2 separate regions of the Mus musculus genome follow, and region 1 is linked to region 2. Evidence: chromatin contacts called from public HiChIP or PLAC-seq data. All regions are on one chromosome and are shown on one strand. Each heading gives the region's core, a stretch centred on a gene start, on an enhancer-like site or on the middle of the called end of the contact. The rest is flanking DNA. Distances are from core to core; before and after follow the strand shown. Region 1 holds the start of Bdnf (brain derived neurotrophic factor). Region 2 has its middle 110 kb from the start of Bdnf.

What was found. HiChIP or PLAC-seq counts read pairs in DNA pulled down with a chosen protein or histone mark.
Region 1: a contact with region 2 is called in an HNF4G HiChIP or PLAC-seq map of pancreatic cancer cells. The contact joins the promoter of Bdnf here to the enhancer-like site in region 2. A contact is called at or near these places in 1 of 15 datasets of contacts at CTCF or cohesin (the NIH/3T3 cell line), 6 of 484 Hi-C or Micro-C datasets (the HL-1 cell line, embryonic stem cells, nephron progenitors and 1 more), 3 of 115 datasets of contacts at active chromatin or transcription factors (embryonic stem cells and pancreatic cancer cells) and 1 of 9 other capture datasets (liver).

Annotation. Positions count from the first base shown.
Region 1 is chr2:109,692,028-109,696,075 of GRCm38.p6, forward strand. It overlaps Bdnf (brain derived neurotrophic factor), which reads left to right and starts at 1,536. Exons shown (of 2, transcript NM_001048142.1): 1 at 1,536-1,882.
Region 2 is chr2:109,577,892-109,582,515 of GRCm38.p6, forward strand. No RefSeq gene overlaps it. Among named protein-coding and RNA genes, the nearest start is that of Bdnf, 110 kb to the right of the region's middle. Within about 2 kb of position 1,365, at least 31 of the 459 cell types and tissues checked have an H3K27ac peak or open chromatin away from gene starts, as enhancers often do. A contact at or near this core is called in pancreatic cancer cells, where this site is marked.

The DNA of each region.
Region 1 (4,048 bases), core at 286-2,785, 110 kb after region 2:
CCTAGTCATGTAACTGATCTCTCATAGGTTAAAAAAAAAATCAAACAACCAAACAAAAACGGTCCAAAGACCACTCTCTGCTCTAGAGGAAGGGGGCTTAGTGAGCTACCCACCCCTCACCCTAAATCCTGGTTAAGTATATATACATATATATATTGATGTGTTGTTGCTGCCTAGATAATGACAGGCTTGGCTTCTGTGTGCGTGAATTTGCTAGGACTGGAAGTGAAAACATCTACAAAGCATGCAATGCCCTGGAACGGAATTCTTCTAATAAAAGATGTATCATTTTAAATGCGCGGAATTCTGATTCTGGTAATTCGTGCACTAGAGTGTCTATTTCGAGGCAGAGGAGGTATCATATGACAGCTCACGTCAAGGCAGCGTGGAGCCCTCTCGTGGACTCCCACCCACTTTCCCATTCACCGAGGAGAGGACTGCTCTCGCTGCCGCTCCCCCCACCCACCCCCGGCGAGCTAGCATGAAATCTCCCAGCCTCTGCCTAGATCAAATGGAGCTTCTCGCTGAAGGCGTGCGAGTATTACCTCCGCCATGCAATTTCCACTATCAATAATTTAACTTCTTTGCTGCAGAACAGGAGTACATATCGGCCACCAAAGACTCGCCCCCTCCCCCTTTTAACTGAAGAGAAGGGGAAATATATAGTAAGAGTCTAGAACCTTGGGGACCGGTCTTCCCCAGAGCAGCTGCCTTGATGTTTACTTTGACAAGTAGTGACTGAAAAAGGTGGGTTTCTTTTCTTTCTCTTTCCTCACCCCCCCCCCCGCCCCCGTTTGGTCTGCTGGGAAGCATATGGCTTTAGTGAGGTCTGTTATTGCCTAGGCTTCCCGGCTAGAAGCAGTAACTTGGTGTAATGCTATCCGGGGTTATTCATTAATAAAAAATACTGTTATTATCTTGATTGAATTCTATTAGGCACACTCCGGAGAGGTCAGGGCGCAAACTCTGGTTAAGCCGATGTGTTTAAGGTAGCGGAGTAAACCATAACCCCGCACACTCTGTGTAGTTTCATTGTGTGTTCGCTTTTTCTAGCTTTGTGGTGCGGGAAGGTGCGGGAAGGTGTGTCTGGGGCCGGGGCCTGGGGGTGGGGGTGGATGCACGCCCTCTCCCACAGAACTTGGGTGCTGGGATGGAAAAGATGGGGAGAGTTGCAAACCAGGGGAGAAAGATTTGAACGTGTGAGACTCACACTCGCTTCCTCCTACTCTAGAGCACATTGCGGGGAGTAGGGTGCCTAGGAACCGGGATTCGACCACCCCTCCTAGCAAAGGGCACCCTGCGGAGACCGCAGAGGGCAGGCACAGAGCTTTGGGTTTAAGCAGCGAGCTCCGGGGAAATGGAGAGAAGCCAGTGCAAGGCGATCAGGGATACCCCGAGGGCTTCCGAGGGCTTCCGAGGGCTTCCGAGGGCTGAGCCCCCGCAAGGAAAAGGCGCGTCGTCCCCTTTAAGCAGCCACCCCAATGGGTATCGGTGGCGCGGCGGAGCAGGGAGGGGATAGGGGCGGCGCTGTCTGACCAATCGAAGCTCAACCGAAGAGCTAAATAATGTCTGACCCCAGTGCCTGGCTCTGGCTGAGCTCTGGGTGCCCGTCGCTGCTGCCGTGCCGGGGCGCACCCGCTGGCTGGCTGTCGCACGGTTCCCAGTGCGCCCGGGACTCCCGGGCTTGGAGAAGGAAACCGCCTGGGGCGGCGCGCCACCTCCGCCTGGGAGGCTTTGATGAGACCCGGTTCCTTCAACTGCCACCACTGCCTTGGGGCAGACGAGAAAGCGCACGGGGCCCAGGGCAGGGCGCAGGGACCAGAAGCGTGACAACAATGTGACTCCACTGCCGGGGATCCGAGAGCTTTGTGTGGACCCTGAGGTAGGCGACTGCGGGGCGTGGGGCTAAGTGCGAGAGCCAGAGGCGCGTGCGCCCGGGAAAGTTGGCTAGGGGACTGAGAAGTTGTGGGACTGCAGAACTCCGGCTTCACCTTCGTCCCGGGACAGCGGAGGGGCGGGCTTGCTCCTGGGGAGCGTTCTCCCGGGATCCCACGACTCTGAGGGACAGTGCGACCCCAGGAATCCCTTCAGTGTGAGAGAAAAAGCCAAGGGAAGAGGACGACTTGCGCCATGGGAGCTAAGCCTGCGTCCCGGGGATCCCCGAAGTCCTCCCGCAGACGAGGAAGGGTGGTGAGAGAGATATAGAGCGACAGCTGTTGGGGGCTCAGACGGATGGCACCGGGACAGGGCTGGGATGAGAGCCCTTACCACCGGCTTAGGCACTCTCCACGCAAATTTGGACCGGGGTGGTGTGTAGTCCGAGAATGGGTCTTGGCGCCTTCTGTCCTCATCTCTTTTCCTGGGTATCACAACAGGCTGTTCACTGTCACCTGCTCTCTAGGGAGTACTACCAAAGCTTACTTACAGGTCCAAGGTCAACGTTTAACTAGGAAAACTTGGGACCCTTCTTATCGCTGGGGCCTGAAAGGGTCTGCGGAACTCCAGGACAGCCTGTATCCGACCCTCTGTCCATCCTGCGCACCTCCCTTTGGGCATCCTCCTGAGGAAGTGAAAGTTTTGACTTTCATCCGGGAGTAGGTTGGGTGTTTATGGAGGATGAAGAGGCTAGTTTTGATTTCCAGGGATGCTGAAACAGGAAGAGCAATGGATAAGCGACCTAAGCGTAGAAAGAAATAGCTGAAGATGGGGGCTTTGTGCTTGATGACAAGGAAGAAGGGGAAATTGCTGCCGGGGGTGGGGGGGGGGTGGTGTTGTTCCCCCCGGGGCTGCTGAGGGCGGTGAGCCACAGGCTGTGAGTTTGAGTTTGAACTGGTGTTTTAGTGAAAACAATTCGTGAGTTGGGGGTGGAGCCTGGGCTAGGAAACTGGGGATGGGGACTTGGGGATGGGGGGAGCCGGAGGGAGAGAGGGAGGATCCAAGGAGGAGGGAGGGGAGGGCCAGGAGAGCTGAGCTAGGAAGGTAGAGGGTGCCCTCTTCTGGCCACACTGGCAAGAGTAGCTGCTGGGGCTCGTCGAATGGGGGCGGGGAAGTGTTTTAGGGGCAGTTTTGCTGGTCGTTATGGGGGTTGCGAGTAGAAACTTGTTGAGTGGCGTTTTGAAACAGCTTCCTGAAGATGTGCGGCTCGGTTCGGAATTTTGGCTTGTTGCATTTCTTTCCTTGAGTTGCCGGGGTGCTTTGAGATACCATTGACTAAGTGCTAGGATTTTCTTGATCTTACTTGAGGGTCTTCCCGGCATCCTAAAATATCCGTCTTCTCAGCGTCAACAACAGCCTTTTAGCCCCTCTCACAAGAATACAGGATGTTCTTGTCTGGAAGTATGTTTCTGCCTGTTTATTAATCCTTCTAGAACTTATCCTTTTTTTAAAAAGAAAGCGATGTATAATTAGGAACAGTAATTGTTATCTAATTGTATATGAAAGGCTAAATGACTCCCCCTTCCCAACAATTGGATCAACTTACTGAAAAATATACCCCTCTTTTAATTCTTCTCCAAAAATCGATTCTTTTATACATTAGTTATAAGGTCAAAAGCCATTTTGATCCTTCGATTGATTTTTGTTTTGTCTTGTTGCATTATTTATTTATTTATTTTATTTACGGGTTTGATTCCTCTAAGCATCCGGGCCCCTGTAAGTTTGAGACACTATTTTCAGGTCGGAGGTATCTGAGGTTAGAACAAGAGCGGTTCAAGCTGTTACACACAATAGGCTTAGTCAGGCGCAGAGGATGAAATAACATTAGGGAGCTTTAAAAATAATTACTGCAGTTCACTGATTTTTCATAAGGTTTGGAGGTTTTGGTTTGTTCTTCCTCCCCTCCTCCCCAAGGCAAGAGAGAGAGAGAGAGAGAGAGAGAGAGAGAGAGAGAGAGAGAGAGAGAGAGACTTGTTGAAACGTAATCTCTACTGGAATTTGAAATATGGTAGTTACCATTATTGGAATTCCAGAATCATAAAGTTGTTTTCTGTTCCTCTTCTATGTTATTTTGTAAAAATGGGATAAATATTGGTAAATATTAATAGTAAAT
Region 2 (4,624 bases), core at 115-2,614:
CACAGTAGCATTCTCATCCTTTTGAGTTGGGGATGAAATGTAGAACAAATTTAATATGGGGAAGGTTACAGTGTGTGATGTGTCATATCCAAGACTGGATACCAGACAAATGAACCCACACGGGGCCTCCTTCTCGGTCTTTCCTATTGCTCCTTCTAGAATAAGTCAGCCTCTATAGCATAAGGGTACATAACTGAAGAACTACATGAAGGGGAAGTGAGACCTCCAACTAACACCAAACACAAATCTATCAGCTCTGTGAGCACAGCACCTCACTCTTGTGTATTATACCCTCAGGTAACTGCAGCACCAGATGATATCACTTCATTGCTGCTTGAAGTCCTTAGGTCTTGGGTCAGTTTGCCATTCAACAACAGAAAAACATACAAAATAAAAGCCCAACAAAGGTAAACATAGCTACGGAAACGCACCAAGGCCTCCCAGGTAAACTATGTCATTCATCACAATGGAAAAGCTTCACAACAAAAACTGCTCATATTCAGAAAGTGGGTGTAAAAGTCCCATGAAGCCTCACGGATGCTGGTATAATGAGATGCTGGCTGGACAAGCAGAAGTGCTCTGAGTATGTGCTCCCTGCTTCTACTGCCTCTGCTGTGCCTTTCAATTACTCCCACAACCCACAGTAGGGAATGGTGATCTCACAAAGCGACAGGAGAAATAAAGATTCTATGTCAGCCACTGAGAAAGATAGACCAACATCCCTGTACTGGTTACAAAGCTAAAATAGTCTGGAAATTGATTGCATTTAAATCTAGGAGAAGTATCTCTCCTCCTGCAGCCTCCTTTTGGACAGCTTAACCAAGAATAGAAGGAGCTAGGATTTCACTCCCTCTGTTTGGTCAGCATCCTTCTACAGGGCCCAACTAGCTCCTAGAACTATGACATGAATCGCTAGATGACGGTATTCTAACTTTGTATCCTCAACCTCCGTTCCACTCTGCCACTGCTTTTGGAGCTGCTGTGATCTGTAGACCCCGACCCAGCCTGAAAACTTGGAAGAAGCTGGAGGCAGGCCACTCCCACAGGATCCACAGAGTAGCTAAACAGAACAGGACTGGGGCGGAGCCAGATTTGTGAGCCTGGCTCAGAGGGCCTGCCTTTATTTTTAGCAGGTAATCAACCCTCACTTTGTTGTTCTCAGAAAAGCCCCACCCTCGTCTAAATGGCTCATGTAATTAGCACCTCTCTAGCTCTAATTCCCTCCCTAACCGCCTGTAATTATTATCTGCTGACCTTTGTTCCCTTAATTGCTGTTTGACTCCTGATCCCGCGGTACTGCTCTGCCTTCTCTTTTTCCCCTCCCTTCTGACTCAAGGACCTATTGTGTACAGTACAGTATTTGTTTTTCTAATCCCAGGGAGTCTTTGGAATCCCCACTTCTCAGCAATGGGAGACAGCTCCAATTTCCACTTGAAGAGAGGCTGTTCTGCATACACAACTTTTTCCAGCTCTCTCTTTCTGCTTTCTTTGACATTACTTTCAGGGCCGGCAATATTGGTCAGTAGGTAAAGGTGCTTGTTGTCAAGCCCAGTGACCTGAGTGAAGAACTCCAATAGCCACAAGTTGTCAGCTGACCTCTCTACATTCCCCTCCACCATGGCTCCTGATGCCACGTGTACACATTTATGTGTACGTGCACATACTTAATTGACTGATTGATTAACTAATTTAAATTTTTTTAAGGAATTAACTTCCAAATCAAAATAATGGAAGCTATTCTTCTGGGAGAGAGGATGGAGACATGTAGTAATTCAGGGATTTGCTTCTTGTGATGAGGCTTCTATGAGGAGAGACCACACAGCTCCCTGAAGGCTGTCTGCATTTGACCTCAGAGGTTCTCACTTGTCTCAGAGAAATCAAACTTGAACCACCCGAGAGATCTGTCTCTGGCCTGTACATTTCACACTAGTCATGACTAACCTACCTTAATTGTAATCTTAGATTACCCCACTGCTTCATCAAATGCAATACCACTGCCCCACTGCTTCATCAAATGCAATACCACTACCCCACTGCTTCATCAAATGCAATACCACTGCCCCACTGCTTCATCAAATGCAATACCACTGCCCCACTGCTTCATCAAATGCAATACCACTACCCCACTGCTTCATCAAATGCAATACCACTGCCCCACTGCTTCATCAAATGCAATACCACTGCCCCACTGCTTCATCAAATGCAATACCACTACCCCACTGCTTCATCAAATGCAATACCACTGCCCCACTGCTTCATCAAATGCAATACCACTACCCCACTGCTTCATCAAATGCAATACCACTACCCCACTGCTTCATCAAATGCAATACCACTGCCCCACTGCTTCATCAAATGCAATACCACTGCCCCACTGCTTCATCAAATGCAATACCACTACCCCACTGCTTCATCAAATGCAATACCACTGCCCCACTGCTTCATCAAATGCAATACCACTACCCCACTGCTTCATCAAATGCAATGCCACTGCCCCACTGCTTCATCAAATGCAATGCCACTACCCCACTGCTATACGAACTGTTGACTTGTTCTCTTCCATCTCTGAATTTTCAGCTTCTCTTATTTTAGTGAGCCATGCTCATCAGCATCCAAACATGACCTAGTATCCTCTATCTGTGCATATGTTCCTGTGTATGTGCACAAGTGAGAGTATGTTCACAGCCAATGGAGGCTAGAGGTTAACACCACACATATCTTCCCCTATTCCTCTCCACTTTGTATTTTGAGACAGTCTCTCATTAAGTCTGGAGCTCACGGATTGGCTAGAGTGTCTGGCCAGTGAGCCTCTGGGATCCTTCTGTCTCTGCCTTCTCAGCACTGTTTGCAGGGAGTTGCTATCATGCCAGTTTCTTTTACATGAGTGCTGGAGATCTGAACACTGGTCCTCAAACTTGCAAAATAAACACTTTACCAGCCCCAGTGACCTTATGACATAGGCTTCTCCAACCATCATCTATTCTTCCTTCCTGTTTGCAGGATAATATCACCAAAAAAGTTGTGTGTATTTTCTATTCCAGCTCCTCCCCTCCATTTCCCATCATACCTACAACATCACATTTTGTACTGAACACAACCCTTGTCAAGGTCATTGGTAACCTCCGTGTGGCTAAAACCAGTAATCAATCCCTCTTCCTTGTCTTTCGTATTGAAAATGTAAATTTGTCTCTCTCCTTCAGGACCCTGAAACTTCCAGACTTCCAGAAATACACTCAGTCTCCTCCGCTGTCACACAGACAGATCATTTCCTATATCCAGCAAGGGAGTGGGGGGGGGGGGGGGCGGGGGTGTCTTCTTTCCAGTTGGAGACTGAGTCCTTACATTTCTCCATCAGGTCACTGATCACATCTCATGGTTTTATGCCATCATTCTTTGTGTTGATGACTGCTGAGTTCTCTTGTTCATCCTGACCTCACCAATGTATCTCTGATTCACACACTCAATGTTTTATTTATCACTTGCCTAATGCATAAGCAAACCAAAATAACATATCCAAAATCAAACTTCTGTACTTCTTTGTACAATGAATGCCCCCTAACATCATCCCTGTCACCATCATCCTGGTCTCTGTTACACTGACTTCATTGCTTCACCTGCTTCAGCCATAGTCTCTGAAGTCATCTTTGGCTCTGTTCTTTTTCTTTGGCACATATCTAACCATTCTGCAAATTTTATCATTGTTACCATATGAACACAAGTACTACTTTTACTATCTTAGCCTAAGAAGCCACTGTGTATATGTCTATTACTGAGTCCTAATTTTCTCTTTAATACCAGAGACAGACAGACTTTATCAGATCATGTTAGCCCTTAGTTCAGAACCTGTCCATAGTCCCATCTCACTCAGTAAAAGTTGACATCCTCAGACAAATCTATACAGCCCTAAATAGTCTGACTCCCGAGTATTCTTCTAAGGTCATTTCTTGTAATTTTTCCTTCTGCTCAAGATATCCTCGACCAAGGACTCACCAACCAAGTTTTCCCTCCAGGGCTTTAAACTTACAATGTTCAATCTTCTCCCAGTTATCTTTCCACTGTTTTGTTTCTTCTCCCGGGTCATTGTTTAGATATTACATCATTTGTATCTTCTTAGACCACTGTGATGGATACCTCTAATGTGGCTGTCATAATCTCCCACCTCATGTTTGTCCTTTTGTATAATCTTTACCATTGAGTATGGGCAGGACACATGTTAGGAGAGATGATAGGAAAACATCCTCTGATTATGTTATATTTATGACCCTCTTGCCATCAGAGTCATTCTAAAGATGTTCTCCTTTGCTGACTTTGAAGGAATAAGTGCCCATGGTAGAACACCCGCTGAAGAGTAACCTTTGGAAATAAGGGTGACCTTTGACCAACAACTACAAGAAACAAGATATCCTTATTCTACAAAACAACTAGAATGACCTTAGATGTGGGTTGTCCAGGCCCAGTCATGGTGGTTCATGCCTGTAATCCAAGACCATAAAGAGTGAATGAAGCTTGAGTTTAAGATCTGCTTGGGCTATATAGTAAGTTCAAAGCTATCATGAAACTCTGTCTCAAAAAAAGTGAAGGCAGAAAAGCATTAGCATGTGTAAAGCCCTGGATTCAATTTCAT